Linked DNA regions of Sus scrofa: region 1 is linked to region 2. Evidence: chromatin contacts called from public promoter capture Hi-C data. All regions are on one chromosome and are shown on one strand. The core of a region is the stretch at or near the end of the contact, and the rest is flanking DNA. Distances in the headings are between cores, read along the strand shown.

What was found. Promoter capture Hi-C pulls out the DNA fragments that hold promoters and counts their contacts.
Region 1: a promoter capture Hi-C map of fetal liver shows a contact between it and region 2, with 2.0 times the contacts expected there. The contact joins the enhancer-like site here to the promoter of ITM2C in region 2. A contact is called at or near these places in 3 of 5 promoter capture datasets (fetal liver, fetal skeletal muscle and liver), 18 of 47 Hi-C or Micro-C datasets (adipocytes, alveolar macrophages, brain and 12 more) and 1 of 2 datasets of contacts at active chromatin or transcription factors (alveolar macrophages).

The regions. Positions count from the first base shown.
Region 1 is chr15:131,736,092-131,739,510 of Sscrofa11.1, reverse strand. No RefSeq gene overlaps it. Among named protein-coding and RNA genes, the nearest start is that of SPATA3, 5.7 kb to the left of the region's middle. Within about 2 kb of position 1,375, at least 12 of the 83 cell types and tissues checked have an H3K27ac peak or open chromatin away from gene starts, as enhancers often do. A contact at or near this core is called in fetal liver, retroperitoneal adipose tissue and undifferentiated spermatogonia, where this site is marked.
Region 2 is chr15:131,613,488-131,616,635 of Sscrofa11.1, reverse strand. ITM2C (integral membrane protein 2C) reads right to left here and starts at 1,749. Exons shown (of 6, transcript NM_001123131.1): 1 at 1,624-1,749. The coding sequence starts at 1,749.

The sequences.
Region 1 (3,419 bases), core at 126-2,625, 120 kb before region 2:
CAAACTCCCAAATCCTTACTTTAGAAAGGCTTGATTATTAGGGGCAGTGGTCAAAGGGAAGGGAGTCGGGTCGGTAGGTGGGAGGTTTCAATACAAATTAATTAGCACATTTTGGGCCCGAGAGACACCTGGGGTGAGTCTAGGTCATCTTTACCCCCAACGGTGTAAGTGGAGGAGTGAGGACAGGGGACCGTGACATAGAGCATTTGTCCACTACTTGGGACCAGCGGGGTCAGGAGACTCCCTCCGTATTTAAAGTTTCCCACCCGGGGACACGCGGGGGCAACCTGGCGTTCCCACCCCCCGCCCTCGGGCCCCTCACCATCCGTCTGAGTCGCCCGATCCACGAGGGGGACGCAACCCCGTGCCGCGACCTTGCGCGCTCCGCAGGTGGCGCGCTGGATGTCCAGGGCGCCCTCCCGGCAGCTGGGGCGGAACACGGCCGTGTGCACCTCCACCGCGGGGCTGTGCGGGGCGAAGGCGCCGCACAGCAGGGCCTCCATACGGCGCCGCGCCTCCGCCTCCTCGTCGTGCCGTGGCTGCACGATGATCCCGACGAGCGCGACGGGCGGGCGGCGGTCCCGGGCGCGCACTTGCTGCAGGAGCAGCTGCAGCCGCGGCAGCTGCGAGCGCAGCGCGGACGCGCGGCACAGCACCAGGAGCAGCCGCGCGCGGGGCCCGGCCGACGTCCGCGGCTGCCTGGGGTTCTGGCAGTCGGACCCCGAGTCCTCCGCCGACTCGGAGCCCGAGGTCCCTGCCGCAGCCGGAGCCGGAGCCGCCTCGCACTTGCAGTCCCGCGGGTCCCTGGTCTTGCTGTGCTCCTGCGTGCAGCGCTGGGACTTGGCGGCCGGGCAGTCGGCGCATCTCCACGAGCTGTCTCGGGAGCGCTTGGGCTGCCGCCTGGAGCAGTTACTGGAGCTGCTGTGGCCGCTCGTGGCTCGAGTGGACGAGGGTCGGGCCGGCCGACCGGTCATGTCCTGCTCCAGAACGTTCTGCAGGGTTACGCAGCACTCATCCTGCTTCCAGAGCTCGCTCAGCAGCACTACCTGGCCGTGGCCCTCGATGGCCTGGACAGGCGCCTCTTGCTGAGGCTCGGCCTTCCCCTCCCCCGGGGCTCCGGAGGGCTGAGCCCCAGGCTCCATGTCCGGTCCGGCTCCCTTGTCCCTCTGGGCCCAGTCCTCCGATGGCCAAGGGAAATGCTGCCCTTCCCTGGAGCATGTCACAATACCCCTGGCGCCCTACCTCTTCCTGTCGTGACCAAGGGTCTCTGCCCGCTATTCCTTGGAAATTTTCCCATTTAGGCAGGTTGCTGCTGGGCGCCTGTGTAGTGCCGGCTGTGATTAGTTTCACTATCGTTTCGTATGTCTTTGGTGTCAAAAGCACAATCCCTTTATCCCATGGGTGGGCCGTTATGCCCAAGTCTCCAAATAAAATGGGTTTTTGTGCATTCGGGACGTTTAAAAAGCAGTAGACTGCACTTGGACGATTTGAAAAGCAGTGAGCAGCAGAGAGACTGGTTCTAGGTGACGGCACCCTAGTAGGCAGGTGGTACCCTGGCTCAGCCTGGCTGCTCCCTGAGTGATCTGGGAGTCGGAGTCCTGGGCTAGTATAGACTAATGGAGCTGCAAGAGATGGTTGGGGGTCCTCCAGTTCGTTTTCTATGGCTGTGCATTTGAAAAACACAGTCTTTCCTGCCTGTATTTCTCTTTTATGTCTCACATGGAACACTTCACTGCTGACAGTTCCGGGACCAAATATATGGTGTCCCCTCCATCCCCCCCGAAATTCTGTGTCCTACAGTTTTACTCAATTCTGCACTATCTAAAGAAAGTGTCAGGTCCCACAGGTTAAGGGCAATGTCCCTCAAGACTGCCCTCTGCTTCTCCCAGGCTGATCCCAAGTGCAGGTTGTCACCTGTGCTTCTGACTGATCAGCTGTAAATAGGAGATCCCCATGATCCCCTCTTCTGATTTGATTAATTTGCTAGAGCGGTTCACAGAACTCAGGAGAACACTTTACTTACTGCTCAGCGGTTTATTACAAAGGGATATGATGCAGGATACAGGTGAACATCCCGCTGGAAGGGAGGTAGTGGGCCAGGTATGTGGGGAGGGCTGTGGAGCTTCCATGCCCTGTGCAGGTGCATCAGTCTCCCTGCCCTTGTGTTTACCAGCCTGGAAGCGCTCCACACCCCCATACCACTGGGGGTTTGGGGGAGGCCTCCTTACACAGGCAAGACCAATTATTATTTCCATTTCCAGCACCTCTGCCCTCCTTTCTGTAGAATGTTCAATTATTAACTCCATTTCCAGACCCTCTGCCCTCTCTAGAGAATGGGCGGAGGGAGCTGGAAAATCCAAGCTTCTAATCATGGCTGGTCTTTCTGGTGACAAGCTCCCATCCAGGAGCCCACCCAGAGTGGTCTCCTTAGAACCAAAGACGCTTCTATCACCCAGGAAATTCCAAGGGCTCTAGAAGCGCAGACCCAGGAACCAGGGTCAAAGACCAAATAATAGAACAAAAGATGCTCTTAGTGCTCGTATCACTTAGGAAATTACAAGGGGCTCAGCAGCTCTGTGCCGAGAACCATGGAAGATATATTAATATAATCAATATAATATACTAAAGATTTAATATTTTAATATTATTAAGTATTAACAACACCAACTATTTATTATTATTAATATTATTGATATTAATATTTAATATATATATTTAAAATATATTTCCTCTAATAACTCACCAGACACCAGAGTTCTGTTAAAGTGCCAAGAAGGATCTTCAGGAAAACAAACTAAAACAAAAAGACATGAAAGCTCCTTCCCTTCCTGGCACATGAGGTGAGCAAAAAGCCCTGGGGAGGGAGGACAGGGGTCCCCGGGGTTGTCCTGGGAGCTCCAGTGACTGGAACTCAATGGCGGGGAAATTTTTTTCTTTTGTTAATGAAAAAGAAAAAAGGACTTTACCAGGTGGTTTAAAACTATCCTGAAAAATATAAAAATCCAAGACTCTGAAAAAGCAAGCTGCTCACCAGAAAAGCCTAAGCTGGAATCCCACTGAATGCTCCTGGAGCCCCAGGCCAGCGACCCTTGAAAGACCGGGTAAAGGCAGCAGGCCCCAGCAGCTTTGCAGCAGCAGGTTGGATGGTATTGGGGGACTCCTTCTTCCTCTGTCCTGGCTTTTCAGCCTTGGCCCCAAGAGACCCAGCTCACCCTCCATCTGGGAGGTGTTGCAGAGAACTGCAATGGTCAGTCAGGAATTCACTGGATGGCCTTTCTCTAGGATGCTTGGTCACTGTATTTTAAAATGATGCTTAAAAACAAACAAACAAAAACTTTCCCATTATGGCTCAGCAGGTTACAAACCCGACTAGTATCCATGACGATGTGGGTTTGATCCCTGGCCTCGCTCAGGGGGTT
Region 2 (3,148 bases), core at 500-2,999:
CCCTCCTGCCCAAATCCTAGAGCTCTCCAGACGCAGGGTCCAGTTTTCCAGGCCTTAGCTGGGTACCTGGCCCCGGGAGAAGAAAGGGGTAAGAGTGCCGCCCTGGGCCCCCAGCCCTGTGCCCTCCAGGGCCCTTCGTGGAGGGAGGAAGGAGGCTTAAAGAGCCTTCCTGGCAAACTTTTAAAGCTGCAGGCCAGGCCTTCAAATATGGAGTATCCCCTCCCCATGTGGGCTTCAGAAGAAGATGGAGCTGCTCTGGTGGAGGTTGCATGGCAACCCCCCCAACCCAGGCCAGGTGGTCCCTGATGCAGCAGTGACCGCACCAGGGCAGGGGAACTTGCCCAGGCTCTTCCTGGCATTCTGCACTCAGGGATCTTTGCTCTGGCTGGGACACCCACGTCCGAGGACCCTCTCCTGTGTCCCCTGTTCCAGGGCCGGACGTCCTGCAGCCGCCGCGCCCCGCCCCCTCCCCGCAAGCTTTAGTCTGAGCCATCAACTTCGGGAGGGGCCTTGACGCTGAGGAAGACTCCTCAAAAGCCAGCCCGGGAGTGCAGGGGACGGGAGCTGGGCCCCAAGACCTCCAGGGGCGACGTACACACCTTTGCCCGGGCACTCTAAAGGCTGGCTGGACCAGCTCGCCCTCCCCTCCTTGCCGCCACGCGTCCAGCCCCCTTCGGGCCCTCCCCCGGTCAGACTCCACGCAGCTCAGACAGTTTTCCACGGCGGAAATGCCTCCTCTCCCCCAGGCCGGAGGGAAAGGGGAGGAGGGGGAGGACGATGGAGGGGGCGGGGTGCACCGAGGCCCGCCCCCACAAAGCGCGGCCGGGATGCGGGGAAGGCACCGGGGCTGCCTGCAGAGGAGCCTCCCAACCGGGTGGAAGGGGTAGCCCCGAGCTAGAGACAGCCGAGGGAGGAAAGAAGAAGAGAGCAAGAAGGCCGGCAGGGGCTGGGATGGGATCGGAGCGCCCAGTCTCCTAAGAATCTCGAATCTCGAATCCCAGACGAGCGGCCAGGCCGGTTCTGGTTTATTTCCATTTCATGTTTCATCACTTTCTGATCCACCAAATTCAGGTGAGGCTGGCAGCACATCCTTCTCCCCCACCAGTCCCCCGGAGGGACGAAATCAAGAGTCCCTCCTCCTTCGTCGGCAGCAGACGCGCCCCCCCCCCAATTCCCCACCAATCACAACCCACCGCCCTACTTTGGGGAAACAATGTCCAACCCTCCTCCCATCCCCCACCTGGGGACTCGACTCTCGGCCCCTCCTTGATTGGAACCAGATTCCTACACCCCCACCAACATTTCTCCAACTTCTTGGGACCAGCCCCCTCCCCCTATTTGAGGCCAGGCACCTGGGGCCCCCTCCACTTTTGGCAGAAACCCCGAGCACTTCCCCACCTGGGACCAGCGACTCGGAACCCCCCCACCCCCACTCTTCGGAATGACGCTTTCGGCTGCCACTTAAGAACAGGACCCAAGCCCCCTCCCCACTTTAGGATGGATGACCCATTCCGGACTCCCACCCCCGCGCCGGGGTCCCGACGCGCCTCAGGCAGTCGCCAGAATCGGCAAGACGCGCTTGGGTCCCCTGCCCCCCGCCTGAGACCCCGGGGCCCCTCTCACCCGAGCCGGCGTCAGCAGGATCTCAGCGGCCGGGGCGGGCGCCGGGGCGGAGGCCGAGGCCGAAGCCTTGTCGGCCTTGTCGCCCTTGATGCCGGCCACCGCCGGCTGGAAGCTGATCTTCACCATGGCTGCGCCCGGCCGTGCGTCCGCCCTGCAGCCTCTGCCCGTGCAGCCACCACCGGCGCAGCCTGGATCTGTAGCACCGCCGCTCCGGGCTCCGCAGGCACCGGAAGTTTGGATCCCGTTCGCGTCCTTTTCTCTAACCCCACCCCCAGCCCTCCCCGCCCCCGCCCCCAAGGGAGGGCCTTGGCACCCGCCGCGCCTGCGCCCCCTTCCCGTCCGCGGGCCTCGCAGTGACCCCTGCCCGGCGCGGGGCTCCGCCCTGGGGAAGTCTGAGGTTCCGTCTACTGCTCGCTCGCTGCCTCGCTCGCTCGCTCACTCACTCACTCACTCACTCCGTCCATCCATCCAGACGTCCATCCATCCATCCATCCATCCAACCATCCAATCAGGAATGGACTGTGCCCCCTTCGCAGCCTTATCCCTTTCAGCTGCCTCTCCAAGACCAGCATCCCCAGAACACAGTTGTGTTTGCCAGGCAAACGCATCTTCTAGACAAGTTCCCCATCGCTCCACCCACCTCATACCCTCCTCTTTGGAAATGGTGACGCCCCCACTGTACCTGCTCCCACGGCTCCCTACTCCCGCTTTCTCTTCTCATCTGTGATCTGTCTTGGGCCCTGGGAGGACACTTCAGGGCCAGGTACCTAACGGTTTGCCTTGGTTCCGCGTCTTGCATCCATCCACACCTCCTTCATTCTTTATCATCCTTTTTCCTTCATCCTTCATTCCTGCAGACCCTCCGTGAGGGCCCCTGGGGGTCCTTGCGAGAACACTGGGAGTAGAGAAATGAAGGCAGCCCCAGCTCTTTGGCTGTCTGTGTTAGCTAAGGCTCAGTTACTGAGTGAAGGGTCCTGTTGCCCATTTCTCATCCATCCAGAGGATTGTGGCCAAGTGTGCTGGGAAAATCCTCAGGGTAGGGTGTCTGGAGGCCCAGTCCTTATCTTACCAGGGATGCCTTTGGGCTGCTTGGCCACACCCTCTCCCGTGACTCCTCCCACTCCCCCTCAACCCAGTTGAGATGCCAGGATTGGCCCCAGTGAGAAGATCGCCTATAATCAATCCCTGGGACAGTTCATTTTCAAACTAAAGCCCCAGGAGTTCCCCGTCGTGGCGCAGTGGAAATGAATCCGACTAGGAAACATGAGGTTTCAGGTTCCATCCCTGGCCTCGCTCAGTGGGTTAAGGATCCTGCATTGCCGTGAGCTGTGGTGTAGGTTGCAGATGCGGCTAGGATCTGGCCTTTGCTGTGGCTCTGGTGTAAGCTGGTAGCAACAGCTCCGATTAAACCCCTAGCCTGGGAACCTCCATATGCCCCGTGTGACCCTAAAAGGACAAAAGACAAATAAAAATAAAACTAAAGCTTCAGGGAGTTCCCATCATGGCTCAGTGGAACAAATCTGAC